Regions from separate parts of the Mus musculus genome. Here regions 1, 2, 3, 5, 6 and 7 are each linked to region 4. Evidence: chromatin contacts called from public Hi-C and promoter capture Hi-C data. All regions are on one chromosome and are shown on one strand. Each heading gives the region's core, a stretch centred on a gene start, on an enhancer-like site or on the middle of the called end of the contact. The rest is flanking DNA. Distances are from core to core; before and after follow the strand shown. Region 1 holds the start of D930003E18Rik (RIKEN cDNA D930003E18 gene). Region 2 has its middle 17 kb from the start of Prg2. Region 3 holds the start of Clp1 (CLP1, cleavage and polyadenylation factor I subunit). Region 4 holds the start of Itgav (integrin alpha V). Region 5 holds the start of Slc43a3 (solute carrier family 43, member 3). Region 6 holds the start of Ube2l6 (ubiquitin-conjugating enzyme E2L 6). Region 7 holds the start of Rtn4rl2 (reticulon 4 receptor-like 2).

Region 1 (4,002 bases), core at 723-3,222, 1.1 Mb before region 4:
AACCCACTGCTTCCTTAGAGATAACTTCAGCAGGGGTGGGGCAGCCCCACAGTATAGCTGGAGCTGCAAGTAAGGATAGATATCAAGACCTCCTCACCTCCACCCTCAAGGAAATGGTTTTCCATCCTCCCACACTCACAGGCTAAGCAATGAGGCAACAGGTTGAGCTGAAGAGTCAGGAGAAGCCAGAAGGACATTCACATGTGTGTTGAGACTTAGTCATCCAGGGAACTGATGTTACTATTGTTTCTAGGTAATGGACACTCAATTTGCAAGGAACTCACTGGTTAAATGAGATGGAAGCCGGGATTCCAATCCCTGTTGGCCTTCTTTCCACAACAAGGATGTGGGGAAAGAGACAGGAGAGACATCAAACTGCACACCACACAGCCCCTTCACTGAGCACAACACTCTCCTTTCCAGAAAAGAAAAATATCCACCAAGTCCCAGTCACTAAGTGAGGCGCTCCCTCCCTGACGGACAGATGCAGACAGGCAGCCTCTGGCTGCACTAACTATTCTCAAAGAGTTTAGAATTCCCACTCCAGGTCCGGGTCACTTTACACAAGACCAAGGTGATTGGTGTGGAAAACAGAAACAAACGCTCCACAAATATCCATTCTAGAGGAAATAAGGCTTTTAACTTTGTACAAAAGGGATGATTTGTAGACCTGGGAACTCCAAGGTCCTGAAAAGACCAAGAGTATAGGTCCTTCACGTCCATTCTCCAGTTTGTGTACTTCTGTTTGATCTCATTAAGAACTCTCTGTGTATTGGTGATGTAGTTCAATGCTTGCTAGCACACACACACAAAAGACCTGTTTAACTTGAGCATTCCTTATCCAGGTAGGTGCAGAACTTCTAAGAGTCTACGGACTACTCTAGACAGAAGGTTGTCATAGGCAATCAGTCTCAGGATATGTATGCCTAGTGGGACTTTGGCTTTCACTCATCACTGAATCAGAGAATCCTGACAGAGTGGCACCTGAAGTTTGAAGAGATCATGAAGTGAGGCTGTCCAATTCCTAGCTGCCCAGTGTTCCGGTCTTGGGCAGCCCTGCTTTGTCGCTTTGTCTCTGCCTGACCACCTGTCCTTGTTTTCCAACTTCCTGCCTCCTCCTTCTACCGTCCCTCGCGGTCTTCACCTCCCACCCCCACACCCTTCTCAGATATACCTGGGCACAGGCTGGAATAGAAGCCTTCCTTCTTGAGCATGATCAGCAGGGAGGCCCAGCCCAGGAGCACCGCGGAGAAGAAGAGGTTCTCCACCACAGCGGTGCAAGCCATCCACCAGCGCCTGCGGTACGCCTGCTTCAGCGTGGGAGCCATGGTGGCCGAGACTCTGCAGAGAAACAGAGCGCTCAGAGAAGGGCTTCCTAGCGGCCCTTGGGAAGGGTACTCCATCATGGTGGCTCCTGAGACCCCTGGAGCCAAAGAGATGGAGCCTTCATGGAGGCCCCATAGAGCCCGGTGCTGCGGAGCTGGCTCCGCGCGCTCTGGCAGTGCCAGGAGCGAACGCGCCACTGGCCCGCAGGGCGCTATCAGGAACCAGAAAGGTCTGGTCTGAGCGAAGCAACTTCCTGGCGCGCTGCCGGGCTTGCCTACCCGAGCCAGGGCGCCCCGATCCCGCTCCAGGAGACAACCCCCCAAGTTCCCAAAGTCTCTCAAAGTCACCAAGGGGCACACCGTGCTCTGTAGCCACCTCTGGCCCACAGCTAGCCAGCCTCTAGGCACCAGATCGGATTCTCAGAAGCGAGCAGGAGGCGGAAAGGGAAGTCTGGGGCTACCCCGAGACCCTCTATTCTAGTTACGCCTTTCATTCTACTCCTCCTCTCCAGAGCCCGGGTAGAAAACTTCCTCCCGCCTGACACAGCCGGCGGCGCTCGTCCTGTCTCCTGGGCCAATCCCACGGCTGCCACGTGGAGGGAGACCCTGGGCGGGCCCCGTGGCGCCTCCGCGCGCCCCTCATTCCGCCGCGCGCCTGGGAACGCGCCAGCCCCTCTGTCCCTGGGAGGGGGCTTGGGCTCCGGCAGGAAGTCCGGTGCCTGCAGACTTTATAAGGACATACTTTATAAGGAGGCAGATGGGGTGGCCGGCGGGCGGGTGTGTTTACCAGAGGGAACGAAGAAACCCGAGCCCTCCAGGGCCGCGGTAGCCACCGCCAACAAGGGAGGCGATCTGACCCGGGGACCCGAAGCAAGACCCGGGCGAGCCTAGAGGAAATGATCAGGGGAAGAGCAAACAAGAAAGACGAAGAGAAAGAGACCCTTCTCTAGGGGGTGGCCCAGCCCCTCATCTGTGAAACGGGGCTTTTGAATCAGGGATCCCCGAGGTCCCATCCTATAATGACAACCGTGGTTCTAAACAGAGTGGAAGAGAAGAAGGGGAGAATGAAGGGGTCGGACAGAGGGAACAATGTGCCCAGAGACTCAGGTAACGGACGCTTCACAGGGACCTGCAAGTGTGGCTGGGTGACTTTGAGCTGCGCTAGCTGCTCACCTGTCCCCGACAAACTTGCCTCCCGCAGCTGTTGACACCCGGAGTAACACAGAGTCTCCCCGGCGCTTCCACACTCCGGATCTCCTGAGACCCAGGATCCCAATTCCAAATCGCATCCACGCGGGGTGTCTTCCCTGCGTGCCAGACCCAGCGGGCCTCGGAACCGCCGGTCTCACCTCGTCTGCGCCCTCGAAAGAAGCAGTGGATCTGGGAACCGTCCTGGCGCCACAGATAGGTGAAGCCGGGAAGCCAGGGCATGGACTACGCGATCTGCGGAGTTGATAGCTGTATTTACAGGCGTTGGGAGCAGCGCCCCAAGGTGGGGGCGGGGGTTCCCGTCCTTCCCCACCCCTTAGGTCGAGTTTCATGCACACGTGACTCGCCTGTTGGTCCCCAGATACTTTTCTTACCCAGTGCGCCCGGGGCGCCTAAATTTCCACTCTCGACCCCCAGCTTCTCTGTTGACCCCCTGAACTAACGTTTGACAGCATTCTCTACATCTTTGTTCAAAACAACCAAAAACTTGGCTGAAGTTAAACTGGATGCTGGAAAGGCTAGGGTGGGGTCTTGAACTGTGAAGTTGAAAAGGATTCTTTTCCAAAAGAGTCGGGAACTCTTTTGGAGTTTATATGCTCCAGTTAAGAGTCTGCATTTTGAAAGCTGTCTAGCCCGAGTTACCTTGGGCAACTTAATCTCTCAAAGCTTGTTTCCTTCTCTATAAATTTGGATAACAGCATTTGCCGGCCTGTCAAGAGGAGATAGAATTAGGATGCAGTAGTAATTAATGCTGGGTACACTTGACTTGGTGAGCATAATAAATGTTCATTGTTGCCGCTGTTGTCATTATTTCGCAAGATTCAGTGATCAGGTGCTTCCTGTCGCTAAATGATTGATCTTTTGGTAAACCATTCAGTCCACCTGGCCTCAATTTCCCCATCTGTAAAACAGGAACGCTATTCAGTACTTGTTTGGACAGATTAAGGAAGTAATTATGCTGCAGGAAAATACGGGTACGGGTTAACTCGGTGCATTAAGAGTGAAAAGGACGGACCAGAGCTGGTGGTGCACGCATTTCATCCCAGCACTCAGGAGGGAGAGGCAGGCAGAGCTCTCAAGTTTGAGGCCAGCCTGGTCTCAGGGCAGCCTGGGTTGTTACACAGAGAAAACCCTGGGGTTGGGGGCAGGGAGTGGGAGGTGTGGCTGGTAAAATGCTTGCTTAGCATGTCTAAGCCTGAAGGTTTGATCTGAAGTACAGCACAAAGCAGGGTTAGTGGCACGCGTCTGAGAGGTAGGGGCAAGGGGGATCAGAAGTTCAAGGTCGTGTTCAATTTGCAAGAGGCCAGCCTGGGCTACATGAAAGCCTGTCTCAAAAAAAAAAAAAAAAAAGTGTGATTCACAGAGCTCTGAAGGAGCCTGAAACAGTGCAGAGTTCCACAAAGGTAGCCAGGAAGGAGCTGCTGAGCCACCACACCAAAAAAGGAGCTGACATTGCCAAGTGACTGCA
Region 2 (4,023 bases), core at 318-2,817, 1.2 Mb before region 4:
AAGACTGATGCTGTCATCCCCATTCCACCTGCTTGCAAATGGCAGAGCTTAGGAAAGAATTCTAACTCAACTGTCACTCACAAGGAGACATTCAAGGGCTGTTTTGCTTGTTCGTTTTGGCAGTGTTTGCTGCATTGTGTAGCTCAAGATGACCTCGACCTTGTGACCCTTCACCCTTCACCTCTTGTGCTAGGGTTACAATCCAGTGCTGTCATTTTCATCCAGCCTGAGTATCTTTTACATACAAGTTTATCACCTTGTGGATCAAGTCAGTTGCTCCCACTGAGGGTCTGACAGATACTCATTTGGAATTGTAATTCTGTGCTTGCCAGCTGCAGGCTCAGAGCTATGACTGTTTCTGTGTGAAAACTCAGAGTAGGTAACCGATAGGGAAAGATGGAGAAATCGGAGCCAGAAGGTGAAGGACCTGCAGGAGATAACGATGGGTAGGGTAGAACTTACTCAGAGGAAGAGATCGAACTATGTCACACTTAAGTGGAGCATACCTTTGTAAGGTGATTTTTGCATCCTTCATGAAAACGCGGTGTGTCATTAATTATGGACCTACTGTGTGGCAGGGCCAGCATATTCATAGGGAGCCCCACTGATTCTCATTCCTCACTGAGTAGGCATGATAACCTCCATTCTCAAGCATAAAGGAGAAAAAACAAAAACAAAAAAACCAGATGGCTGTCTAACTCTCAAGGACACCTGGCCGGAGGACGTGAGAACAGCTCTCTCCTCTCCACCCCCTGGGCTCCAGAGAAATCAAGAGCCCTCTCCCAAGTACTGATATTTCTGTGCATTTGAATTTTCCACATTGACTGCTGGAGAAACAAACATGACACACACAAAAATGAATATGAAGATTGATATTTTCATTGACTTTAGCTTAAGGTTTTGGATAATGAGGGAGTCTGTTGTTTCCTTTTGCATTTTGAAGTTTTCCCATCGCAAGCAGTGGGGCAGAGTGTGCTCTACTTCACTGGGCAGAAACAACCCTGAGCTAAGGCTCACAGGGTGGTTTTCCACCTCAACCTAAGGTGGTGGCTTTCCAGACTCCAGCAGGACTTAAATGTCCTCTCTCTGCTCTTCCCTTGTCACCGCAAGAACATCTGGAGCCATGATCAACACACCTGTGGCCAGGCAGGTGGTCTGTGTACGGTGTGCCAAGTCTCCTCTGAACAGCTGGAGGTTTCCTGTGACGCTTCATCTTTATGTTACAGTTAAAAGAAATGCTAGGGTTAAAACAAATGTGAAAGGTGGGTAGGTGCCAAGCCTAGCAGTCTAAGTTTGATCCCCACAAGGTAGGAAGAAAGAGCCAACCAACAGATGGAAGAAGAGAACCTACCTCCGGAGTTACCTCACGTGCACATTGTAACCCGTGCCCCTCCCCCACACAATAAATAAGTAAACATGTAATTTTAAAACTGAGTGTTAGGTCAGAGCAACAGGGTCAGAAAGAGCAGACCGGGGAATATTTAAATTAGAAGATCTGCACCTGGGTATGAGCTATGCAAGCTAACTAGATAGCAGGAAGGAAGAAAAAAAAGTGTGGTCTTGGCAGGTTTCAGCCTGACAATTCTAACCAAATCCTTCTCTGGGGAGTGTGCACAAGGCACCAGTACTCTTTCACCTAGTAAAGTTAACTTTATGGGTGGCTGCACCTAACTGTTGTCAGGCATCTGGGTGAAACAGACTGAACTGTGTGTAAACGTCTAGGACAGGTGCCCATTCTAGGGAGGCCACCGTCCCCAGAGCTTCCTAAGGAAGCTTTGCATGGAGTTAAGGATGTGGTGGAAAGAAGGGAAGGCAAAGAGAGACAGAAGACTGAGACTTGTGAGTGTGTGCAGATGCTAGGGGCAGCCTTTGCTACCGTTCCTTGAGCCTCTGTCTCCTGCTAAAAAGCCATCTTCCCCACTTTTTCACTCTCCCCGTGCCTCAGTGTGGATTCTTCTCCCTTGAGGAAGGTGTAGAGGTTAGCATCAGCCAGATGCCAAGAAGCCTCAGCTCCTTGTCCACAGCTCCTCAGCTCCAGGACAGATTCCTGTTGTCATTCTACAGTGAAGAAATGGAGGGTGCCATGCACCACAGCCCCAGAACTCCAAGATTCCAATGCCAGAGCCTAAGGCAAATTGAGTCTTTAATTCCCATAATTTCTTTCTCATTCTTGTGGCAAAACTTACCAGAATTTTTATCTCCCCTATATCTGGGGAATGTGAACTGTGGTGTGAGAAAGGGTTTGTCCCCACAACCCCCACACTGCTGCCCCCAAGGTCACTGCTGAAACCTGCAACGCCTAGAGTCTTTCTCACACACACATTGGACCCAGGAAACAAACTGTTATGGGAGACATGAACAAATGTTTGGGGTTAGAAAACAGAACTTAAAACCTCTGGGATGGGATCTGGTATGGGTGGCCATAATCCAGGACGTTAAGACCATGCTAGTGTGTGAGCCTCACTGTGGGAAGCCACACAGGCTGCTTGTATGCCCAGAAGCAAAGAGGTCCCATCTGTGAGCTCTTTATCGGTCAACAAAACACAGGAACAGGCTTTGAAGTGGACAGAAATGTCATAGCAACGATGAATGTTAAAGGGAGGGCCTCTTACTGTCTCCTGAGAAGGGAGCTTAAAAAAAAAAGAAAGAAAGAAAGCCACATGGCTCGTCTGCCCAAAGCACTGAATCTGGGGAAGAGTGTTGTCAGTACTGTGGCATTGACATGCAGTACCTTCAGCTGAATAAATTAGCATCAGATAATCAATGAGGATTAAGGGATGCACATCGGGTCATGACAGGAACCATGAGCCAGAGGCAGCATGGTGAAACCATGCACCAGACCAGAAGTGAAATAAAAGTTTAAACTGTTTGTTTATTTGATTGTTTGTGTACATGTGGGGCATGAAACTGTAGAGGTCATAGGACAACTCACAACAGTCCTTTCCCTCCTCCTACCATGTGGGTCCCCCAAGAATCAAACCCCAGTCATCAGGCTCGGCATCAAGTGCCTTACCCACTGAGCAGGCTCATCATTCACAACAATTTTAATAATGAGCAGACATTCTCCCCCTCGGTGTGTGTGTGTGTGTGTGTGTGTGTGTGTGTGTGTGTGTGTGTGTGAGAGAGAGAGAAAGAGAGAGAGAGAGAGAGAGAGAGAGAGAGAGAAAGAGAGACAGAGAGAGACAAAGAGACAGAGAGACAGACAGAGACAGAGACAGAGTTGTTCCTGAGAGGGAATAGGGCTCTTTGATAGTAGTTAAGAATAGAACTCAAGGGCTGGAGAGTGATTAAGAGCACTGACTGCTCTTCCAGAGGTCCTCAATTCCCAGCAACCACATGGTGGCTCACAACCATCTGTAATGTGATCCAATGCCCTCTTCTGGTGTGACTGAGGACAGCTACAGTGCACTCACATACATAAAATAAATAAGTAAATCTTTGGGGGAAAAAAGAATAGAATTCAAGAGGCAGCTTTCTATTTTGTTACAGAGTAAATCTCATAATACCCCGTCCTACTCGGAGACCATTTGAGGTGAGGCACCAGGGGTCAGTAGGAGTCAGGCTCTGATTGCCTGAATAAGTTATTACAAGTCCCTGGGATCTGACTGCTAGAAAGTTTCCTTTTTATTTTTGGTCCTTTTATTTGGGGACTTTTTGTCTCTATACATCACTCTCTGGAAACTCCCTTTGTGACAGTTTTGCTGAGACTTGACAACATCTGGCCACTCTCTGACTTCTATTGTTCCTCACTCTCTAGTCTGCTTACTTAAACTGTTCTATGACGCCAGGTGGTCTGGGACCCTTGTGCTGACAGCAGAAAGAAAGTAGAGGCACAACACCCCCAGAATATATGTAAGGGCATAATACCCAGTGACAGGATGGATGAATATACGGGGAGTCATAGCCACGGGATAGCATCATAAACAGATGTTTGAAATCGTGATTTCGGTGACTATTTGATGACACTGGTTAATAACTTATAAAATGTTTCATAAGCTTATAAACATTGATAAGCTCACTGGT
Region 3 (3,796 bases), core at 1,036-3,535, 1.0 Mb before region 4:
GTTTGACAAAAAGCAACTGAAAGGAGGTTTTTATCTTGATGAATGGTTCGGGAGACAGAGTCAGTCAACACGGGGAAGACATGGCAGTGGCAATGGCATGCAGCTATGGTGGTGAAAACTTGCTTACGTCTGGCCAGATCAGGAAGTAGACAGAGAGGAATGTGGGTCCTTTTTTTGTTTTGTTTTGTTTTGTTTTGTTTTTCGAGACAGGGTTTCTCTGTGTAGCCCTGGCTATCCTGGAACTCACTCTGTAGACTAAGCTGGCCTCGAACTCAGAAATCCACCTGCTTCTGCCTCCCAAGTGCTGGGATTAAAGGCGTGCACCACCACCACCACCCGGCTGGAATGTAGGTCCTTAAGTGGCCTTTCCTTTTCCTCTTCTGATTCAGTCCAGGACCTCAGGCCATGAAATGGAGCTGTCCACATTCAAGGCAAATCTTCCTCTTCAGTTGCATTTTTCTGAAATCCTTTCACAGATACACCCAAAGTTGCACCACCCTTGGTGTCCAAGGACTGATTCAATTAAGTTGGCAAAAGAAATGAACCCTTGCCAGGCGTGGTGGCATACGCCTTTAATCCCAGCACTTGGGAGGCAGAGACAGGAGGATTTCTGAGTTCAAGGTCAGCCTGGTCTACAGAGTGAGTTCCAGGACAGCCAGGGCTACACAGAAACCCTGTCTCGAAAAACCAAAAAAAAAAAAGAAATGAACCATCAAAAAAAAAAAAAAAAAGAAAAAAAAAAAGAAAAAAAAAAAGATCTACCTTTAAGCCTTTAAATCCACCTTTAATGTTTTTAAATCCAGTACTCTGGGGGCAGAGGCAAGTGGATCTCTGTTTGAGGCCAGTCTGGTGTATGTAGTGAGTTCCAAGACAGCCAGAACAGTGAAGACACTGTCTTAAAACAGCAGCAGCAGTAGTAGCAACAAAAACAACAAAAGTCTACCTCTACTAATAACTGAGTTCTTGAGCAAATGTCACTGATTAGCCTAGTTTTCTCCTCAGATGAAATTGGAGATGTTATACCTACCTGGGTTTGTTGGGTATTTTTTTTTTTTTGTTTTTTTGTTTTTTTTTCGAGACAGGGTTTCTCTGTATAGCCCTGGTTGTCCTAGAACTCACTTTGTAGACCAGGCTGGCCTTGAACTCAGAAATCCGACTGCCTCTGCCTTCCAAGTGCTGGGATTAAAGGCGTGCGCCACCACTGCCCGGCTTGTTGGGTACAGTGACACAGACACCTGGAACTACTTTGAAAAATGTATAAACAGATATTATAGTCTCCCCAGTCTATAATAAAAACTTAAGGCTAACATCAGATACTTTCTATATTATAGGCATTGTGCTTAGCACATATGTCTCATCTAATCTTCAAAACAACTTTAGGAGGTTGAATACTGTTATTATTCCCATTTTATAGACAAGAGATGTCTCAGGGAAAGGGAGCCTGTCAGGCAGTAAAATAATATAAGTTTCCAAAGGCCATACTCATGAAGTGGATTATAGGCGTGGAACCAGTTAGCAGTGGTGTCAACGATTTTGAATAACTGTCAGATGTGCATAGAGAAACAGTTTAGAATCTGGCAGAAGTTGTTGGATAATGACTGATTCATAAGATAAACGAAAGAAATCATAGGACTTTTATTCTATATTTACTAAAGTAAAAAAATCAGCCTGGTTATTGGCTTAAGTCTGTAAATCCCAGAAGTCAGATCAGAGGCAGGAGAATCTCATGGAGTGCCAGGTTGGCACCTTGAGCATACAGAGGAGGTGGGGGTGGGGGCAGGGAGAGAGGGAGAATTACACTTTGTTTCTTCTATGTGCCAGTTCCGCATAGACTCAAATGGGTACTGCTTGACCTGATGTGTGTGTGTTCGCGTGCGCGTGCGCGTGTTTCTGCCACTTTCCAGCTGCCTGGGTCTCCGGCTTAGGCTAACTTCCCCACTTTTTGGCTTGTGGTCTAGTCGAGCAGAGCTCTGATCTAGACAGTGATGCAATGCCTCTCCCTTTCTGGTCGCCCTTAGCTTTCCTGGACAGCAGATAGGGAGAGACCCTATAACCACCTCCCTCCCGAGGGCGAACCAGCAACTTCTCCTCTCCGCCTCCGGTCGTCTTCCCACACAAAGTGACGGCGCTGCCCCGCCCACCTCCGCGGGTCACCGAACAATCCTTGAACTATATTTCCCAGAGGGCCAAGCGGCGACGCGCGCTCACTCACTCCAAACTACAGGTCCCAAGATGCATCACGCGATCGCGTCTTCTACTACTGCGCAATTGCGGAACCGCCTTTGCTTTCCGGCTAGTATTTAGGTGAACGTTATTCGTGGTTTGCTGAGGTCCGAGGTTTGCTGAGGTCGGAGGTTTCCAGAGGTCCCAGGTTTCTGTGAAGCTGGTTTTGAGTCCGTGCCCGTATAGGTAAGGCTTAAGGATCCCAATTACCTTTGAGAAGCCCCGGCAGATTTTGGTGTCGGAGCTAACTAGACCCAGAATTGTGGTTCAGAATTAGAAATAGTAATTTAAATTTCTTTGGTAGTTTGTTGTTTGTTTGTTGTTGTTATTTCGAGACAGGGTTTCTATGTGTAACCCTGGCTGTCCTGGAACTCAGAAATCCACCTGCCTCTGCCTCCGCCTTTCAAGTGCAAGGACTAAAAGGCGTGTGCCACCACTGCCCGGCAGTAGTTTCTAATTTACAATGTTTTGTTTTTCCAACTGTGGTCCTTGTTATTCCCGGCCCAGCACCGTTACAAGAGGACGTGTAAAAGCCCACCATATAGCAGCTGGGGAGTTGGTTCAGGTATTAAGTCGTTGGATTATAGTAAGTAACTACTAGTAGTCCCAGAGTTGGACATGCAACTGTTTTCTGAGTCTGCACCCAGTGTCCTGTTCTTTGCATACGATTCAGAGCTTGTTTCGTGTTGGCTAAGGGAGCTGGACAATGGGCATGTGTTACTTTGTTTTCCAATAGAGTGATGGAGGAAAGACTATGCAATTCAAATCTCCTGTTAGTTACATCGGTAGGTAGTTTTCTTTTTATGTCCTAGTCATTCACTCTTACTTTTTGTTGAGGTGTGTTACTATTCCACCTACCAGAGGCCCAGGAGCAAACAAAAATACCTTTACTGCTGGATAGTGGAGGCGCACGTGTTTAATCCCAGCACTTGGGAGGCAGAGGCAGGTGGATTTCTGAGTTCCAGGGCAGCCTGGTCTACAGAGCATTCCGGGACAGCTAGGGCTACACAGAGAAACAAACAAAACAAAACAAAACACCTTTAGCTTCTGGTTGTGGAGAGACTGGCTGTAAACAGTGAGTCTGGCAGCAATAAGAACTGCAGAAAAAGATAAAGGGACTAAACCAGTGGAAGATTTTTTTGAATAGTGGCCTGATGTGGTGATTTAATCAAATGTTTAATTTGGGTCCTAGGCACGTCAGCTTTACTGGAAAGATGAGCGAGGAATCCAATGATGACAAGAAGCCAACGACTAAGTTTGAACTAGAGCGAGAAACAGAGCTTCGATTTGAGGTGGAGGCCTCTCAATCGGTTCAGTTGGAGTTGTTGGCTGGCATGGCGGAGATCTTTGGCACAGAGCTGACCAGAAACAAGAAATTCACTTTTGATGCTGGTGCCAAGGTGGCTGTTTTCACTTGGCATGGCTGTTCTCTGCAGTTGAGTGGCCGGACTGAGGTGGCTTATGTCTCTAAGGACACCCCTATGTTGCTTTACCTCAACACTCATACAGCCTTGGAGCAGATGCGGAGGCAGGCAGAAAAGGAAGAAGAGAGAGGTCCCCGAGTGATGGTAGT
Region 4 (3,770 bases), core at 1,228-3,727:
TGGCAAAAGACAATTAAAAGCTTGCCAGCCTGCCATGTTTCTGGATGTATCTTGGATACTAAATCTTTGCCATAGACAAACAGAAGCAAAAAAACAAACAAACAAACAAACAAAAACAAAAACCAACTAAATTAATAACAGTAAAAAGTAATAACATCTGCAAAACACTCCATCAACTCTGAAGTATTTAACTGCTAATTCCTGTAAGGCAGAGAATATATTTTCAGTCAGAAAAATTTCTGTATAATTTAATCTAAAAGATACACCCAGGGGGCAAGTGCAGTGGCCATGATGTAAAAAGCATACAATTAAAAAAATACATGGAGCCGGGTGTGGTGGTGCACGTCTTTAATCCCAGCACTCGGGAAGCAGAGGCAGGCGCATTTCTGAGTTCGAGGCCAGCCTGGTCTACAAAGTGAGTTCCAGGATGGCCAGAGCTATACAGAGAAACCCTGTCTCGAAAAACCAAAAACAAACAAACAAACAAAAAATACATGGAAAGGAGAAACTTTTAAACAGTGAGCTAACTAAAGCGGTCTGATAGAGTGGATGTGGCTGTAGCTCAGAGGTATATTACAGACTCAGCAGCCTGGGCCCCTGAGTAGAACCCCAAGCTCTACTCTATCCATACAAAGAGATCATTCGCATGGCGGGAGTGGTTAAATGTCTGCAATTGGTGCTTCTGTGGTTTTTTGGTTTTGTTTTTGTTTTTTTGGAGAGTGTGAGCTCAGGTCTAACAGAAAGCACTGACAATGTGAATCAAACCGTGCTCTACATAAACAATGTCGATTTTTGCCAACCCCACCCAAGCTACAGGTTGCTTTAAGGACTGGTTCCTATGATACTCATCAGTGTTCAGGAAAACGGTGACAAACCCTGGAGGCTGCCCCAACTACCTCAGACAAATACTTAGGTCACCTTCAAATGAACCTTGTATCACCTACCCATCAAAATTATGCCTTGCACCTCCCCAAAACTAAATTGGGGGGGGAGTTGGGGGTTTGTGGTAAAAAAAAAATATGTTGTTACCCCAAGGGGTACACTAAGAAGTAACTAAAGAAACCGTTTCTTTGGAAATACAATGTAATAGACATGAAAAACATCAATTTAATCGGGGTTTCCTACACTAGTAGGGATGAGAATGATGCCAGCGTTGAGTCAAAGACAACTTTAATCCAAAAACACGACATTAGCCGTCACAAATCCTCAGGAACTTTGCAACACGGGACGTGAGTAATTTGAAAGCCTACGTGACCTGCTGTATTCTTCAGCATTGAAGTGACCTGCAGAGAGTGAAAACTCAGCAAACACCCTCGCTCTGTCTGAACAATGACCTAAATAGTGGACTAGAAAGGAGCAGATGACGCATTCCATTCATCTGGTGGACCTTAAACGCGCAAAGGTCTCATAGTCCTTTACAAATTAATACAACAATTTGGTCACTTTAGTCATCGGAGTGTCTAGAAGAGGAGTGGGAAAAAAACCGAGAGAGAGAGAGAGAGAGAGCGAGAGAGAGAGAATCAGACGAAGGAAGAGCTAATTTCAGAAAGCAAAAAGCACTAGGAAGAGGCTAACTGGTTGATACGGAAGAAAAAAATTCTGGGGCCAAGTGAAGCAAGTTACGGAATGACAAGAGATGGCCAAAAGTCTCGCAGGACAAGCCTGTACAGATGTCTCACTTTTCCTGGATGCTTAACAGAGCTCCTTCAAAGCTCTCTCGCACTGTCCCCAGCCAATCAGAAGAAGTTGGGGACACGGTGAAACTGGATGCTGAGTGTCAGGTTAGGTCATCCCCACAAAAGTTTCATCCATGCCAGACCTGGGCCAGCCGCGGCATGGAGAGAGTAGGCGGGTTTGGGGCCGGGAGGACCCTGGAGCCAGCGGCTGGGTGCGGATCCGCTGAGGGTGCGCGGTGGGGGAGGGGGCGCCTGGGGACTCGAGCGCGGCCACTTACGAGGACGTGCTGGGCTCGAAGAAGTCCACGGCGAATCCGAAGTAACTTCCCTCGGGACCCGCATACTCGGCGGGACTTTCGACGTCCAGGTTGAAGGCGTCGGCGAGGGGCAGCAGGAGACCCGGCAGCAGCAGCAGGAGGCCGCCGGGGCGAGGGCGTAGCAGCAGGCGCCCGGGAGCAGCCATCGCCGGGGCGCGCGCGGGGCGCAGAGCCGAAAGACTTCAGTCCCTGTCCCGGTGCTCGGTGGCCGCGGCCCGCCGCCTGCGCGCCCCCGAACTGCCGAGCTGTGCTGTGCGCTTGCGGTCAAGGGCGGCGGGGCGGCCGGGCGGCGCGAAGCTGAGCCGGGCGGCACCCAGGAGGAGCGGTGTCCGACCCGGGACTCCGGCTCTGTCGCTGGCTCGCGCGGTGCCTGGCGCTGAGAAGTGGCGGGGCGAGCACAGTACCTCGGAACCGTGAGCAGCCCGGACTGGGGGAGGAGGCCGGGGAGGAGGAGGAGCCGGCCAGGCCGGGCCGCCCCGCCGAAAGAGGAAGTCGCGCTCACGGTGGCCTCCCACAGGAGAAGGCCGGGCGCACTTCCGTGCGCGCTGGCGGCCGGTCCTCCGAGGCTGTCCCGGGACTGCGGCCCAGATCCAAAGGACCAGGGGGGCAGTGGCAGCGCGCCTCCAGCCGAAGCCCTGCAAGCCGGGGACTGGCTGCAATCAAAAGAAAAAGAACCAGGCACACCCCGTTCCCTGGTTCCTCCAGGCACTTCTGAGGGACTTTTGTTTAAGAATGCGGAAAGCTTTATCCGCTTCTCTTACTTCTGCCACTTAGCCCGGCAGGCGCTCACCAACAGAACTCTGTAATTATATGCCATTTCCCTCCCCTTCCATCCTCCACACACTGAACTTAATTATAAACTCCCAGAGGGCTAGCACAGCTCCTCCCGGATGCGGTGTGTGGAACTGGATCTCACTGGCTGACAAAAACGTTGCAAGGCAAAGTTTAGGTGATGAGCCTCTCAAATCCACCCAGAAGACTTCAAGCCTGTGCTTGGATCTTCTCTTTTCTTTCTTTTACTTCCTTTCCTTTTTTCTTTTCTGTTTCTTGCTTTCCAGTTCCAATTCTTCTTCTGGCCTCTGTGTGTATCAGGCATGTACGTGGGTCACACCCATACACACAAAATAAGTCTTTTTTGTTTTGTTTTGGTTTTTTTTGGTTTTTTTTTGTTTGTTTTTGTAAATTTGCTCAGTATTCCTGTGTTCTATGTATATCAAGTGCTAAACAATTTGATGAATGGGCCGGGAGTGGTGATCCATGCTTTTAATGTGGTGGCAAATGCTTTTAATCCTAGCACCATGAAGTGAGAAGCAGGAGGATCTGGTCTGTGTAGCAAATTCCAGGCTGGCCAGGCCTACAGGTAAGACCTTGTCTCAGAAGGGAGGAGGAAGAGGAAGAGGAGGAGCAAGATAAGAAGGAAGAGGAGGAAGAGGAGAAGGGTGAGACGAAGAAAGAAGAAGGAATGAAGAATTTGGTCAATAGGATAAAATGATTAAATATAAATGCATTGCTTAGGCCTTGCATACTTCCAAGTAAAGTAGTGGAGAATTTGAACTATTTTCCCAAAACAGTTATTAAAAATCAGTCCCAGACTAAGCACAGAGGCAGTAGGCCCCCCTGAGCCCAGTCAACATAAGAAGATCCCTGTCTCACACAGCAGAAAAAACACCTCAGTGTCAGCATGCATTCATCTCATAACATAAGTAATCATGTGTGGGGGTGTGGATAGCCTTAGTTGGGTTAAGCAAGTTGATTTTTAAAATGTAAAAAATAAGCA
Region 5 (3,885 bases), core at 1,089-3,588, 1.2 Mb before region 4:
AGGACTTATTCTCCCCAAAGCTTAAGTGTAAGGAATTTGCTTTACTCTCTACTTTCCTTTTCTCTTTCTTTGCCTCACCACATATCTGCTCCTACATGGGCTGTATTGGGACTTAGCAGACCTGCTTATCAATGAACCTAGCCATGGACACTACTGTAATCAGGAGGCAACAGAACCCTGTAAAAGAGCACGAGGTCTCTGACTCATTTGCAGGGGAAACTCCCAGTGTAAGAGGCTCCTGACTAATTAGAGGGCACCTGAAATTTCACCATTGGGTGGGACAACTCAGAAAATGATAAGCAGCAGAGAATGAAGGCAAAGCCTGAGCCACCTAGATGTGAGGCCCTGCCAGAAAAGAGACTGGGGATTCAAGGAACAAGGAAAGCAGATGGTATCGACTATACATTGTTAATTTTGAAACCCTGGCCTCTCAGGAAGTTGAGCATATAACAGGATAGGACACTACAGGGGAAGGTGCAAAGGGAAAGGAAGCCAGCAGTAGGAAGAGGGTGGTGCTAAGGACGGTGACCCTGCTGCTGGGGCAGGGTTTGCCTCTAAGCCAGACTGCTGCCTCACCACTATCTGGTCTCCCACACACCACTCCCTCTCCCTTGCTTCTGCCCAGGCTTACATGGCTATCAGGCGGGCCACAGTAGTCTTGAAGCGGTCAAAGATGTAGCCAGTGGGAAAGGTCATGAAGTTATTCATGAAGGATGCCAGGGTAAAGATGAGTGAGAACTTCTCATCCTGCGCTTTTAAATCTGGGAGAGAAAAGCTCTTAGGAACCCTGATTATGTGAGACAGAATCTGACGCACCCCAACCTTCCTGCCAGGTCAGTGCCCAGACCAGACTCCCCTCTACCTTGAACAACTTTGCTGACCAGAAAGCTACCAAGGTGCATTAAAATATATTGGTCTCTAAAGGTCCCCCTCTAAAACCAGGTGCTTCCTTCCCCATTTGATAGCCTCCACATAAGGGGTGAGAGGGGGCTGACAGTCCCCCCCCCCCATGGAAAGGCTGGCAGGGTGGGTAAAGCACAGAGACCTTCCTATTCTTTCCCAACTCCCAGGAACCAAGCACAGCTTCCTATGAAAAAGCCATCTTTGTCCTTACCAGAAGGCCCTGTTACATTGCTCTGGAGCAAGCAGTCCTGTTCACAGGGCTCTGAAAAGTAGTTTTCTGCTTTGAACACAAACAACAGTGAAGTCCAGCCAAAGAGGACACCAGCAAAACCGATGCATTCCAAGAGTCCAGTCAACAAGGTGGCCAAGTAAAGGGGCAAGCCCTTGCTTGCCATGGTCTGAGGTGAAGTGAGTCCACAAATCCTGTCCTGAGCTTCAGAGAGGACCACTGGTAGTGATGTGTGGGAAATTCCTTTGGCAAGCTCTCGACTTCAATGAGCCCTCTTGTTCCAGCTGTCTCTGGGTTGAGCAAGAAACGCCATGGAATAACCATGGAGCCTGGAAAATGAGGCAGAAGTAGCCTGGTACAGGAAGCTTGGGAAAAAGACACCGAGGGAAAGGGGTCCTCAGGAGAAAGGCCGTGAGGATTTGGAAAATAAAAACTTTCATACATGACCAGCGAATGCGGTTGAGCCATAGAATGTTATCTAGAATTCATTCCCAAACATGGAAAAACAAAAACAACGCCCACGCACCCCCAACACCCACCCCCCGCCAAAATACCGTCCATACATCCTTTCATTCACAGAACCCGCGAAACTACCCATGGGTAAGAAGATAAGGCAGGTCTCAATGGCAACACATGCCACATAGGAAAAAAAACACACACACACACACACATCCTGCCTAATGTTTGGGGACATCACAAGCAGAGGTAGGAGCTCCCCTCCCACCCCCCCAGAACCCCCGACTTGAAAGCCTGAATACAGTCCACCAGAGGAGCAGCCACCCTGAGCCATTCGAAGGCCTGACAAATAAATGTTCGGTCTACAGCGGGAACTCTTCAGTGCGGCAAAAACAAAAACTTCCGAAGGTTTTCTGAACTTGCCCCAAGGTCTCACGGCTACTTGGTCACTATGAAAAATATCCCAACAAGAGCCTTGTCTCGGACCACAATTCCCATCCCCCACCCCCACCCACCCTCCCGCTGCCTCTACCGACAGTCACTAACTTCCACCAGGCAAGAGGTCGCGCTCCAGCCGGCAGCAACTCTCTCCCGGATCTCTGTCGCCGCAGCCTCGCCGCCACCAGGCTACCGCCTTCCACTACCCTCCGCCCAGAGCCTCCCTGTCGAGCTTTGCCCGGCTCGGCTCTGCTCTGCTCAGCCAGACCCAGCCCAGCTCGGCCAGACCCGGCCAGTATCCTTCCAGTCCTACCCGCGATGGGCCGGTTTCCCGCTCTCATGGCCCCTCCTAGTCCTCTGCCTCAGGTTGGCCGCCTCCTGCTTGTCTCCTCCAGTAAGAGCTTGGGACCCTCCCCTGTCTCCACCACTTCCTTCTTTGCAATTTGCTAAACACATGAAACTCAAGAAGAATGAAGACTGAAGTGTGGACACTATGCCCCTCCTTAGAAGTGGGAACAAAACACCCATGGAAGGAGTTACAGAGACAAAGTTTGGAGCTGAGATGAAAGGATGGACCATGTAGAGACTGCCATATCCAGGGATCCAACCCATAATCAGCATCCAAACGCTGACACCATTGCATACACTAGCAAGATTTTATCAAAAGGACCCAGATGTAGCTGTCTCTTGTGAGACTATGCCGGGGCCTAGCAAACACAGAAGTGGATGCTCACAGTCAGCTAATGGATGGATCACAGGGCTCCCAATGGAGGAGCTAGAGAAAGTACCCAAGGAGCTAAAGGGATCTGCAACCCTATAGGTGGAACAACATTATGAACTAACCAGTAACCCGGAGCTCTTGACTCTAGCTGCATATGTATCAAAAGATGGCCTAGTCGGCCATCACTGGAAAGAGAGGCCCATTGGACACGCAAACTGTATATGCCCCAGTACAGGGGAACGCCAGGGCCAAAAAAATGGGAATGGGTGGGTAGGGAAGTGGGGGGAGGGTATGGGGGACTTTTGGGATAGCATTGGAAATGTAATTGAGGAAAATATGTAATAAAAAAAATAAATAATAAAAAAAAAAAGAAAATAGCTGGCATAACCTGAGGCAAGGGAACAAGTTATCTCCTCCAAACATCACTTACATATACCAGAGACTGGGATTTCCTCAGACAAAGCTTTTAAGCGACATTTGCCAACTTGTAAAATAAAAGAGTCTCTTTCAAAAAAAAAAAAGCCGGGTGTGGTGGCACACACCTTTAATCCCACCCAGGAGGCAGAGGCAGTCGGATTTCTGAGTTCAAGGCCAGCCTAGTCTACAAAGTGAGTTCCAGGACAGCCAAGGCTATACAGAGAAACCCTGTCTGGAAAAACCAAAAAACAAACAAACAAACAAACAAAAACTGTCAATTGGTTGGGTGCAAATATCTGCATCTGACTCTTTCAGCTGCTTGGTTGGGTCTTTCAGAGGGCAGTCGGAGGGTGGATAAAATCTGGAGTTTAAAATTAATTTAATTAATTAATTAAAAAAAAAAAACTCTTCTTTTTTCCTATCCCAACAGTTGTCTAGGATTCAGACAGGGTCTTTTTTGCTCTCTTTTGACTGACTTTAAGCTTTAGGTAATCCTGCCTCAGCTGCCCTAACTAAGCTTGTTTTAACACAGTTCCAGGCGCTGGGCCAGACATAGGGATCAAAAGCAACTGCATGTGGATGCCATTGTGTTTCCGCATTACCTTGCCCCCTCGGGTGGGCACCATACAAACTGTTTCCCACTTGCTCATCACTCGCTCCCCACCTCACGTTTATCCCCAGAGCTGCCAAGAAAACCCCACCATAAAAATCATGAAGCTGG
Region 6 (4,250 bases), core at 930-3,429, 1.1 Mb before region 4:
ATGTCTTAGGGAATGAGATGGAGGCATAAGAATCCTGAAATTAAGCTGGTGAGATGGCTCAGTGGGGAGGTGCACTTGTTGATCTTCCAGAGGACTTGGGTTCAATTCCCAGCACCCACATGGTGACTGATGACTGTCTCTAGCCCCAGTTCCAGAAGATCTAATGCTCTCATTTGCTTCTGCTAGGCATGCAGGTAGTTAACAGATATATATGCAGGCAGGACATCCATACACATAAAATTAAATTAAATGATTTTTTAAAAATTAAAGGCCATTGTTAGCTGCATATCAAGTTTAAGACCAATCTGAACAACACAAAATGGTATTAAAAAAAAGTACCGAAGGGAAATTTTCTCTCTTAACACTTGAATTTTCTGTGTTTTGATGAATTCTGACGAACTTTCCATGATTGCTGAAACCCACACCAGTGCACACAGCTCCTCCCAAAGCCAGCTAGTAAGTCACCTGACTTAGGAGAAATGAAAGTGAAGGCAAACAGGCAGGAAAAGCCCTGTGAGTTAGACTCTTATCAGTCTGGGCTCAAATTCCAGCCCCATTACTTCTGCAGAATATCACTGGCCAGCCACGTTACTCTCCCTGATGTCTCAGTTTCCTCTTCCATGAAATGGGAAGACACAGTTATCTCACAGTTGTTCTAAGAGTTAAATAAAACAAACTGCCTGGTGCTGACAATTCCGGAGCAACAAAAGCCAGTCTACCTTTTAGCGTTGAGGTAGCAAATTACCCTTTGCCCCATTTAGTACCAGCCTAAAACCAACAAAGTTTAGTTCTGTTTTGGGTCTGCTCTGGACTTCTCCATCTCAAAAGAATTTTCTTTTTGAAAGATGAGGCCAGCTGGGTGGCACACGCCTTTAATCCCAGCACTGGGGAGGCAGAGGCAGGCGGATTTCTGAGTTCGAGGCCAGCCTGGTCTACAAAGTGAGTTCCAGGACAGCCAGGGAAACCCTGTCTCGGAAAGAAAGAAGGAAAGAAAGAAAGAAAGAAAGAAAGAAAGAAAGAAAGAAAGAAAGAAAGAAAGAAAGAAAGAAAGAAAGGGAGAGAGAGAGAGAGAGAGAGAGAGAGAGAGAGAGAGAGAGAGAGAGAGAGAGAAACATGAGGCCAGCAACCATCCCTTCTGTCTCCTGAGGAAGCCTTCCCCTCAATTCTGCAGACTAGAGGAGCACTTCGGGGAGACTCAAAGCCTAGCGGTACCAGCCCTGGCTCACGAGCATTTCTCCTCCACGATCTCTAATCCTGGCTCCATTCAGCGGTCTAGACATTCCTAAGGAAACTGCCCTTTTTTCATTCTTTCAGATAGTACCAAATAGTGTCTCATAGAAATGAACGTTCAAACGGAACAAGATTTCTGTTCCTTTTCTGCTCCTGCTGCCTGGCACTGGGCTAGTACAAAGTAGGCGTTTAGTAGCTGGAGCAGGACTGCATACAAATAACCTACTCAGAGCATAAATTGTTACTTCTCATCCAGGAACTAGTCTGTACGTTTTATTTCACGGTCTGTCCATTCACCACCCCACCGCCCAACATCACTCTTCTGTGGCCTCGGGTAATGTAGGTATCAAATTATGGGTGTATCCACTAGGCGGAGCAACAGAGCCCTTCCTGTGCCTTAGATAAGTTCCACTAATAAATTTCCAGCAGAAATTGAAAATGAAACCAGTTTGGAAAGCCCAATACATTGGAAACCATTTGGAAAGACCAGTTCATTCTCGTGGCCAGTACAGCTGATGACAACTTTTTTTGAAGCTGATGACAACTTTTTTTTCCAGACCTTCTCAATCAGGCCCCCTCCCTTCCTCCTCTCTTTCTCCCTCCTTCTCGCGCGCGCGCGCGCGCACACACACACACACACACACACACACACACACACCGCGCCTTTCTCCTCCCATTTCTCCATTGGGAAAAGGTGAGGATACCTGAGTTTCAGCCAGCCCTGGTACCCAAATAACAAAAAAAGCTCAGAGAGCAAGGGGGCAGGGGAGGGTTAGGGCAGGGCGGAAAGGTTAGGGCAGGGCGGGAAGGGGCACAAGGAAAGGGTCATCCTACATAGGCTTACTTTCGCCACTCGCTTGCTGGCCATCATCTCGGGTTGGAGCGTGGGGCACCAGCAGATTCCAGCAGGACACCGCTCTCTGAACTGCAGCTCCCGAGCCCCGCCCACGCTCCACTCCACCCACACCGACTCTAGCTGCAAAGACCTGCTCCCCACCCCTTTGGTGGATATCTGGAGGCTGCAGTCGAGTGCCCAGCTTGGCGATCTCGTATCTCAGCAACTCATGCTCCTTGCAGATCAGAGACTACGTCGGTGGAGCGCACTGCTCCTCTTGGTTCCTGCATCTTGCGGGGTACATCTCGTAGAAGCCAGGATGGGATTCATCTCCAGCCTCTGTCAGCTCCCCGGACGCTGAGAGCAAACTCGCCCAAAGCACAGATGAGATACTCTTGATGCAAAGTAGCTCCGGGGCAGGGCTCTCTGCGACCTCCGCAATGGAATTGTGAACCTACCACCTCTAAAGAAAGTCTCAGAATCCTGGGCCAAGTCACTTTGCCTTTGTGGGTTCAGTGCTCCGTTCTAAAAGAGAGTGGGGGGGGGGGGGTCAGTATAGACTTTATGTCCTCCGAGGACCGCTCCCTGAGTGGTACAGTCCAGCAGATGGGCAGAAACGCAGCGATGCTTCTTTTAGGTTGCTTGGTGCCCGAGCACCACTAGAGGACGCTGTTGGACTCATTCGCTTTTATTTTGGGCGTTCTGTGTTTTACTCTACTGAACACATAGAAAGTGTCTGCTGTGTGGCAATTTGGGAAAACGATGGGTGGCTGAAGCCTCGAGATAGATTTCAGGAGCCTATTATATTTTATCACCAACTGATTACAAACTATGGAACTACTGTGTGTCCAAATGAACAGCCAAGAAGTCTCTAGCCCTCTGCGCAAGAGTAAAGACCCCCCTCATCCCAGCTCAAGTCGAGGCCAAGGTGTAATAGCAGCCCCCAGCCTCTGGAAGAAGTTCTAGAGTTAGAAGGGAATCCACCTACCTGCCTCACCCATTCCAGCCCAGAAATTAGCATATTTTGAAGCCCAAGATTTTGACCCAGTAGGTCACATGATTTTTATTTTCCTGTCCAGGAACCAAATATCTGCTCTGCTTACATATAGGATGTGCTTGAAAAATGATTCTGGGGCTGGAGAGATGGCTCAGCAGTTAAGAGCATTGACTGCTATTACAGAGGTACTGAATTCAAATCCCAGTAACCACATGGTGGCTCACAACCATCTGAAATGAGATCTGACGCCCTCTTCTGGTGTGTCTGAAGACAGCTACAGTGTACTTACATATAGTAAATAAAGTAAATCTTGAAAAAGAAAAAAAGATTCTGGGTTCTTTTTTCAGTTCAATAACTTTAACCAGATACCTTCTAAATGCCAGCAATAAGCAGGACACCATCAGCAATCCCTAAATATAGTTTGGAGATAAGGGCATTTGAACCCATTTCTGGTTAGTAGTCTTAGTTAACACCAAGTGCCAGGTACTATCGATGGAACACATCAGATGGAGAAATTGTGGTGTTTGTCCTCTGAGGGGCTCTCAAGCAGTTGAAACACAGAGAGAAAATTTCCCTTCAGTATTTTTTACTTATTTATTTATTTATTTATTTATTTTCTATATATGAATAAATTGTAGCTATCTTCAGACACACCAGAAGAGGGCACCAGATCTCATTACAGATGGTTGTGAGCCACCATGTGGTTGCTGGGAATTGAACTTAGGACCTCTGGAAGAGCAGTCAGTGCTCTTAACAATTGAGCCATCTCTCCAGCCCCAGTATTTTTTTTTTAAATACCATTTTGTGTTGTTCAGATTGGTCTTAAACTTGATATGCAGCTAACAATGGCCTTTAATTTTTTAAAAATCATTTAATTTAATTTTATGTGTATGGATTCCTGCCTGCATATATATCTGTTAACTACCTGCATGCCTAGCAGAAGCAAATGAGAGCATTAGATCTTCTGGAACTGGGGCTAGAGACAGTCATCAGTCACCATGTGGGTGCTGGGAATTGAACCCAAGTCCTCTGGTCCTCTGGAAGATCAACAAGTGCACCTCCCCACTGAGCCATCTCACCAGCTGAACCTTTAATTTCAGGATTCTTATGCCTCCGTCTCATACCCTAAGACATGGGATCATGGATGTGCACTGCTTTATCAAGTGTTGTGCAGTGCTGAGGATTGAA
Region 7 (4,106 bases), core at 243-2,742, 1.2 Mb before region 4:
CGCGTGCGCCGCTTGGCGACAGTTCCCCAAGCGGCTCCCTTCATACGGGGGTTATCAAAAACCGTGTACTAGGCACCTTGGACTGACCAAGACTAGGGCGAAAGGCGTTGAGGCTTTTAAAATAAGGCGCTGAGGTCAGGGATTGGCTGACTCCGCCAGGATAGAGGCGTCTAGGGACCCTATGAGGCCCCTATCCGCCCCTTGGTAAGAAGAGGGTTAGAAGTTTTTGTGAACCAGCAGTCTGCTACCACTTTTGGATCCTCTTCTGCCCTCTGGCGAGAGATAAGAAATCATACCCTTTGGGACATATCACGTAAATACACGCGCGCACGCGCGCGCGTTCACACACGCACACAATTCGCACGCACGCTCAAACTTACACCCATTTGTAAAAAGCTTTAAGGTACATACAACACACCTGAACATTTATTCCCTTCTCCTCCCATCCCGAACTCGAGCGCGCAGAATTTCACACAGCCCTCGCGTGGCTCAACCAGAGCAGAAACCAGCGAGCACACACTAGTACTCCCGCCCTGGTCCTGGTTCCCGACAGGAATAAAAGGCCAGCACTCAGCTACACCTGCCCAAGCGTCTGCGCGCGCGAGCACGCGCACATACACTTGCTCACACGAACTCCTAGACACACTGGTCCTATAGCTATGCAAACCGCCCTGAGGGTCTAGGAAGAAAAGAAAACGTGACATTTTGCAGTCTTTAAGGGACGCAAACGATCGCGAAGGGCAGGGCAGGAGGAGGGGCGCTGAGTGGGAAACTGCTCTGAAACTGCATATCTTCTGGGAAAGTTGGGAAATCCTCACCCTGAACAAGTCAGGGGGTGGGGGTGGGGAGGGGACTTAACACTACTGCATGCGCGCGCGCGCGCGCACACACACACACACACACACACACACACACACACACACACACACCAAGAAGGGATTTCTCTAAAGGCATGGCGCCGCAGAGGCTACGGGAACACAGCCTTCCCGATCTCCCAAGGTTGGGAGGGGGCCGGAGACTGAGTGGTCTAGATGGAGAACTACTCCCTCCTCCTAGTAGCCAGCAAAGGGTTAAACCGGCAGGCCGGGAAGCGAGGGAGGAGCCAGCGAGTGCGGGAATGGGGGGGGGGGGGGAGCGCTTCTTCGCTGTCCCCACTCTCCCTCGGCGAGCAGCCGGGGCGCACGGACCGACCGACTAACCGACTCCCTGCGGGGCCGCGCTGCTGAAGGGGCGCGGACACCGGGTGTCCAGGGTCAACCCAGCCCTTTCCATCCCGTCGTGCCCCGCCCCGTCCCGTCGGGGCCGATGGCTCCTTCCGAGGCACGGAGTCCGGGGGGCGCAGGGTAGAACTCCGCAGCCCCGCTACGTAGCCCGGGACTCCCCGGGTCCTTACGGAGCCCCGCGGAGTCCCCGCCGTCTGTCCGGCGGGATAAGGGAGCGAGTGGGAGTGCCCTCCCCCCCGCCGCCCCCTCCCCCGATCGTCGAGACAAGATGCTGCCCGGGCTCCGGCGCCTGCTGCAAGGTAGGGACACCGGCCGGCGGGAGGACACTAGAGAGAGAGGCGCCCCTCTCCTTGGGCACGAGGGTGGGGCAGTGAAGGGGGTGGGGTGGGTAGGGAGCAAAAAACCGCTTAGCGCGGGAGCGGCGCCTCCGCCCCCAGAGCTGCCAGCCGCAGGAGGGCACTGGGCTTGGAGCCTGCGGGAATGTGCGGGGAGCTCGTGACCAAGGGGGGACGCGGAGGGCAGACCGAGCTGGCTGGGAGGAGGAGAAAGAGGCTCAGGTTCTGTTGTCCCGGCTCCACCTGCTCCGGGGGGACGCTGAGGACTCGGGCCGGCTGGGGAAGCGCCGACTCAGCAACTCCTCGTGCCCGGTGTCTCAGCACTTTCCAGTCACCTGGGAAGACAAGCCATGTGGGTAGGGGTCTGCCTGGGAATGAAGGGGGTAGAGAGAGATTCCCCAATGGCCCTGCCTAGTCGCATAGATGGAGGGGCTAAAAGGAGGCTAGTTCCGAGCACTGAGTGACAGCCAAGGGTGTGGGCTGGAGACTGGGGGCGGGGAGGGTAGGGGTCGGAGGGAGGAGGGGAGTCAGGATGAGAAAAGTGTCTAGGGAGGTGGGGGTGAGAAAGAGGAGGTGGGGGGCGGGATAAAGGAGGGGTAGGAGGAGGCATAAAGGTTAGACGACCAGAAACTGGGGTCCAGGGGAAGACCAAGGAAGAGGGAGGAGAGGGTGACCAGTTCAGGAGAGAGGTGTACAGGGGCATAAAAAGCTAGAGGGGAGCGGGGGGGGGGGGGGAGATAACCGGAAGGGTGAGGACTGGGGCTCTAGGAGATTGGAATGGAAAGGGGATGGGAGGACTAGAAACCAGCGGAAGCTAGTGAGGAAGGATAGATGTAAGACTCAGACACCAGGAAAATGGTCACCAGGGGTGGGGGCCGGGATCCCTACGCGGTAGAGTGATTTGAGACGGATTAGGATGTCAACAGAAGCCAGAGAAGGAGATGGAAGAGAAGCGATGGTGCCCAGGGAGTAGACAAAGAGGCTCTGGTAACCACTTCCACGTGGGAAGCTCTCCATTCCAAAGCGCCTGCCTGGTATAGCCCTTCTCTCAGGAGTAGCTGCTGGGCTAGTCCAAAGGACCCTGAGCTCGGGGTCTGGGTTAGAGCTGAGGGAAGGAGCGTGAGCACTTTGTGTGTGGGGGTGGGGGGCAGCCTCCTTGGGGTGGGTACCTGGGCTGCCTCAGCGCTGCCATTTATATCTCCAAGCCCCGACGTCGGATCCTGCCGCCCCACAGTAGCTGCTTATTTTGGGGTGTTACATTCTGGCAGAGTGAGAAGCTGTTTGCAGCAGCTTTAAAGCCTCCAGTCACCTGCATCGGTGCCTCCTCAGGCCCCTGCGTCACTGGTATGCCATCGCCCCCCTGCCACTCCCAAGGCCCCCCACCTCCTCACCCTCTGCCCCCTCAGCATCTGCCTGGCAGGCCCCTGGCTCTTCTCTGAGGCAGCGTTTGAGGTGTGCAGATGGTGCTTGTATTTAGGACCCAGCACCTTCTTTCTACAACTAGAGGCCTGTCTACTTTTACTGGGACATCTCTGCCCTATTATGGTGCACCCTGGTTCCTGCCTTGGACACTGCCCCCCACCCCTTCCTCCTCAAGTTTCTTATTCCCAGGGGCCTCTGGCCTAACGGCTGGCACAAGCTGAGAACTTTATCTCAGATCCTGGGTACTCCAAGGTCTGGCAGCCCTTGGGCTTTGACCATGATCCCTTGGTGAATGGATCCTTTTGGCTCTGGGTACCTTAGCCTTCCGGGGATCAATATCATGTTGTAGTCTCTCTCCACTCCCTCCTGTGGCCAGATCTGGCTATGCCTTTGGTCACTGATCACCTCTTCTTGACTCTCAATTGTGCTGTGCTCTAGAGTAACCAGAGCCTGGAACCTAGGAGTGGAAATCTATGGAGAGAGCCTATGTCCATCCTGTCCTGTCCCCACCCCCACCCCGTGACCCTGACCCCCGACCCTGAACAGCTAGTATTGTGGTTGTTCCAAGACTGAGCATCTGGGCACAGTACCTATATTCCCTTTACCTCTAGGCCAGCATATCTTATTGAGAAGGTATGATGGGGGAAGGGGACTCTGAAAGAAAGGTCAGAGCAGGTCCTTGGTCCACAGTCCAGTGTGTGCTCTTTCAGCTCTGGGTCCCACATTACACTTGGACTTCAGAGTGAAGTCTTCTTCCCTTCCTAGAAAGGTTGGGGCCTTTGTACTATTGATCTCCCCAGGGGCCATGACAGGTTGGGTTCTGTGGATAAAGAGGGCAGCATGCATAAATGGAGTACTGGCATGCAGTAAGGGCTCAAGAGTAGATTGAGTCCTTCTCTGGTCCCATACGCCATTCATGTTAGGGGGTTAACAGAGGGTGAGGGAGGCTTGCAGAAAAGGCTTCCCTCTGCCTTGACTGCAAGGAAGGGAAGAAACCAAAGATTCTGAGAAGGACAGAAAGGGGTTCTACCAACCGGAAGCCCACTTTTCTCCTTTCCAGCCCTCAGTGATTTCTTGTCTCACGAAGATTTGTTCTAGATGGTGGCTGAGGATCCCCCGTCCACTT

Evidence for each region. Promoter capture Hi-C pulls out the DNA fragments that hold promoters and counts their contacts. Hi-C and Micro-C count contacts between places; a contact is called where the count stands out from the background. Capture Hi-C pulls out chosen DNA fragments and counts their contacts.
Region 1: a contact with region 4 is called in a promoter capture Hi-C map of liver, with 3 times the contacts expected there. The contact joins the promoter of D930003E18Rik here to the promoter of Itgav in region 4. A contact is called at or near these places in 8 of 39 promoter capture datasets (the C10 cell line, HPC-7-derived erythroid cells, cranial neural crest and 3 more), 2 of 115 datasets of contacts at active chromatin or transcription factors (embryonic forebrain and extraembryonic endoderm stem cells) and 2 of 9 other capture datasets (adipose tissue and liver).
Region 2: a contact with region 4 is called in a Hi-C map of B cells, with 7 read pairs. The contact joins the enhancer-like site here to the promoter of Itgav in region 4. A contact is called at or near these places in 1 of 39 promoter capture datasets (pre-B cells) and 1 of 484 Hi-C or Micro-C datasets (B cells).
Region 3: a contact with region 4 is called in a promoter capture Hi-C map of liver, with 5 times the contacts expected there. The contact joins the promoter of Clp1 here to the promoter of Itgav in region 4. A contact is called at or near these places in 13 of 39 promoter capture datasets (the C10 cell line, the HPC-7 cell line, HPC-7-derived erythroid cells and 9 more), 4 of 484 Hi-C or Micro-C datasets (CD4 T cells, CD8 T cells, liver and 1 more), 6 of 115 datasets of contacts at active chromatin or transcription factors (bone marrow-derived macrophages, embryonic stem cells, kidney and 3 more) and 2 of 9 other capture datasets (adipose tissue and liver).
Region 5: a Hi-C map of B cells shows a contact between it and region 4, with 6 read pairs. The contact joins the promoter of Slc43a3 here to the promoter of Itgav in region 4. A contact is called at or near these places in 2 of 39 promoter capture datasets (HPC-7-derived erythroid cells and pre-B cells), 1 of 484 Hi-C or Micro-C datasets (B cells) and 1 of 115 datasets of contacts at active chromatin or transcription factors (fibro-adipogenic progenitors).
Region 6: a contact with region 4 is called in a promoter capture Hi-C map of liver, with 2.8 times the contacts expected there. The contact joins the promoter of Ube2l6 here to the promoter of Itgav in region 4. A contact is called at or near these places in 3 of 39 promoter capture datasets (liver, neutrophils and pre-B cells), 4 of 115 datasets of contacts at active chromatin or transcription factors (embryonic stem cells and large pre-B cells) and 1 of 9 other capture datasets (liver).
Region 7: a promoter capture Hi-C map of pre-B cells shows a contact between it and region 4, with 4 times the contacts expected there. The contact joins the promoter of Rtn4rl2 here to the promoter of Itgav in region 4. A contact is called at or near these places in 6 of 39 promoter capture datasets (the C10 cell line, cranial neural crest, neutrophils and 2 more), 1 of 484 Hi-C or Micro-C datasets (B cells) and 1 of 115 datasets of contacts at active chromatin or transcription factors (embryonic stem cells).

The regions. Positions count from the first base shown.
Region 1 is chr2:84,838,178-84,842,179 of GRCm38.p6, reverse strand. It overlaps D930003E18Rik (RIKEN cDNA D930003E18 gene), which reads left to right and starts at 1,972. Exons shown (of 2, transcript NR_165656.1): 1 at 1,972-2,432; 2 at 2,527-3,330. It overlaps Slc43a1 (solute carrier family 43, member 1), which reads right to left and starts at 1,554. Exons shown (of 14, transcript NM_001083809.1): 1 at 1,175-1,554. The coding sequence starts at 1,406.
Region 2 is chr2:84,961,760-84,965,782 of GRCm38.p6, reverse strand. No RefSeq gene overlaps it. Among named protein-coding and RNA genes, the nearest start is that of Prg2, 17 kb to the left of the region's middle. Within about 2 kb of position 1,567, at least 47 of the 459 cell types and tissues checked have an H3K27ac peak or open chromatin away from gene starts, as enhancers often do. A contact at or near this core is called in B cells, where this site is marked.
Region 3 is chr2:84,725,776-84,729,571 of GRCm38.p6, reverse strand. Clp1 (CLP1, cleavage and polyadenylation factor I subunit) reads left to right here and starts at 2,285. Exons shown (of 3, transcript NM_133840.3): 1 at 2,285-2,409; 2 at 3,416-3,796. The coding sequence starts at 3,438.
Region 4 is chr2:83,723,104-83,726,873 of GRCm38.p6, reverse strand. Itgav (integrin alpha V) reads right to left here and starts at 2,477. Exons shown (of 30, transcript NM_008402.3): 1 at 1,955-2,477. The coding sequence starts at 2,139.
Region 5 is chr2:84,935,099-84,938,983 of GRCm38.p6, reverse strand. Slc43a3 (solute carrier family 43, member 3) reads right to left here and starts at 2,338. Exons shown (of 13, transcript NM_021398.3): 1 at 2,135-2,338; 2 at 1,115-1,461; 3 at 632-761. The coding sequence starts at 1,298.
Region 6 is chr2:84,796,757-84,801,006 of GRCm38.p6, reverse strand. Ube2l6 (ubiquitin-conjugating enzyme E2L 6) reads right to left here and starts at 2,179. Exons shown (of 4, transcript NM_019949.2): 1 at 2,075-2,179. The coding sequence starts at 2,101.
Region 7 is chr2:84,884,078-84,888,183 of GRCm38.p6, reverse strand. Rtn4rl2 (reticulon 4 receptor-like 2) reads left to right here and starts at 1,492. Exons shown (of 3, transcript NM_199223.1): 1 at 1,492-1,522. The coding sequence starts at 1,492.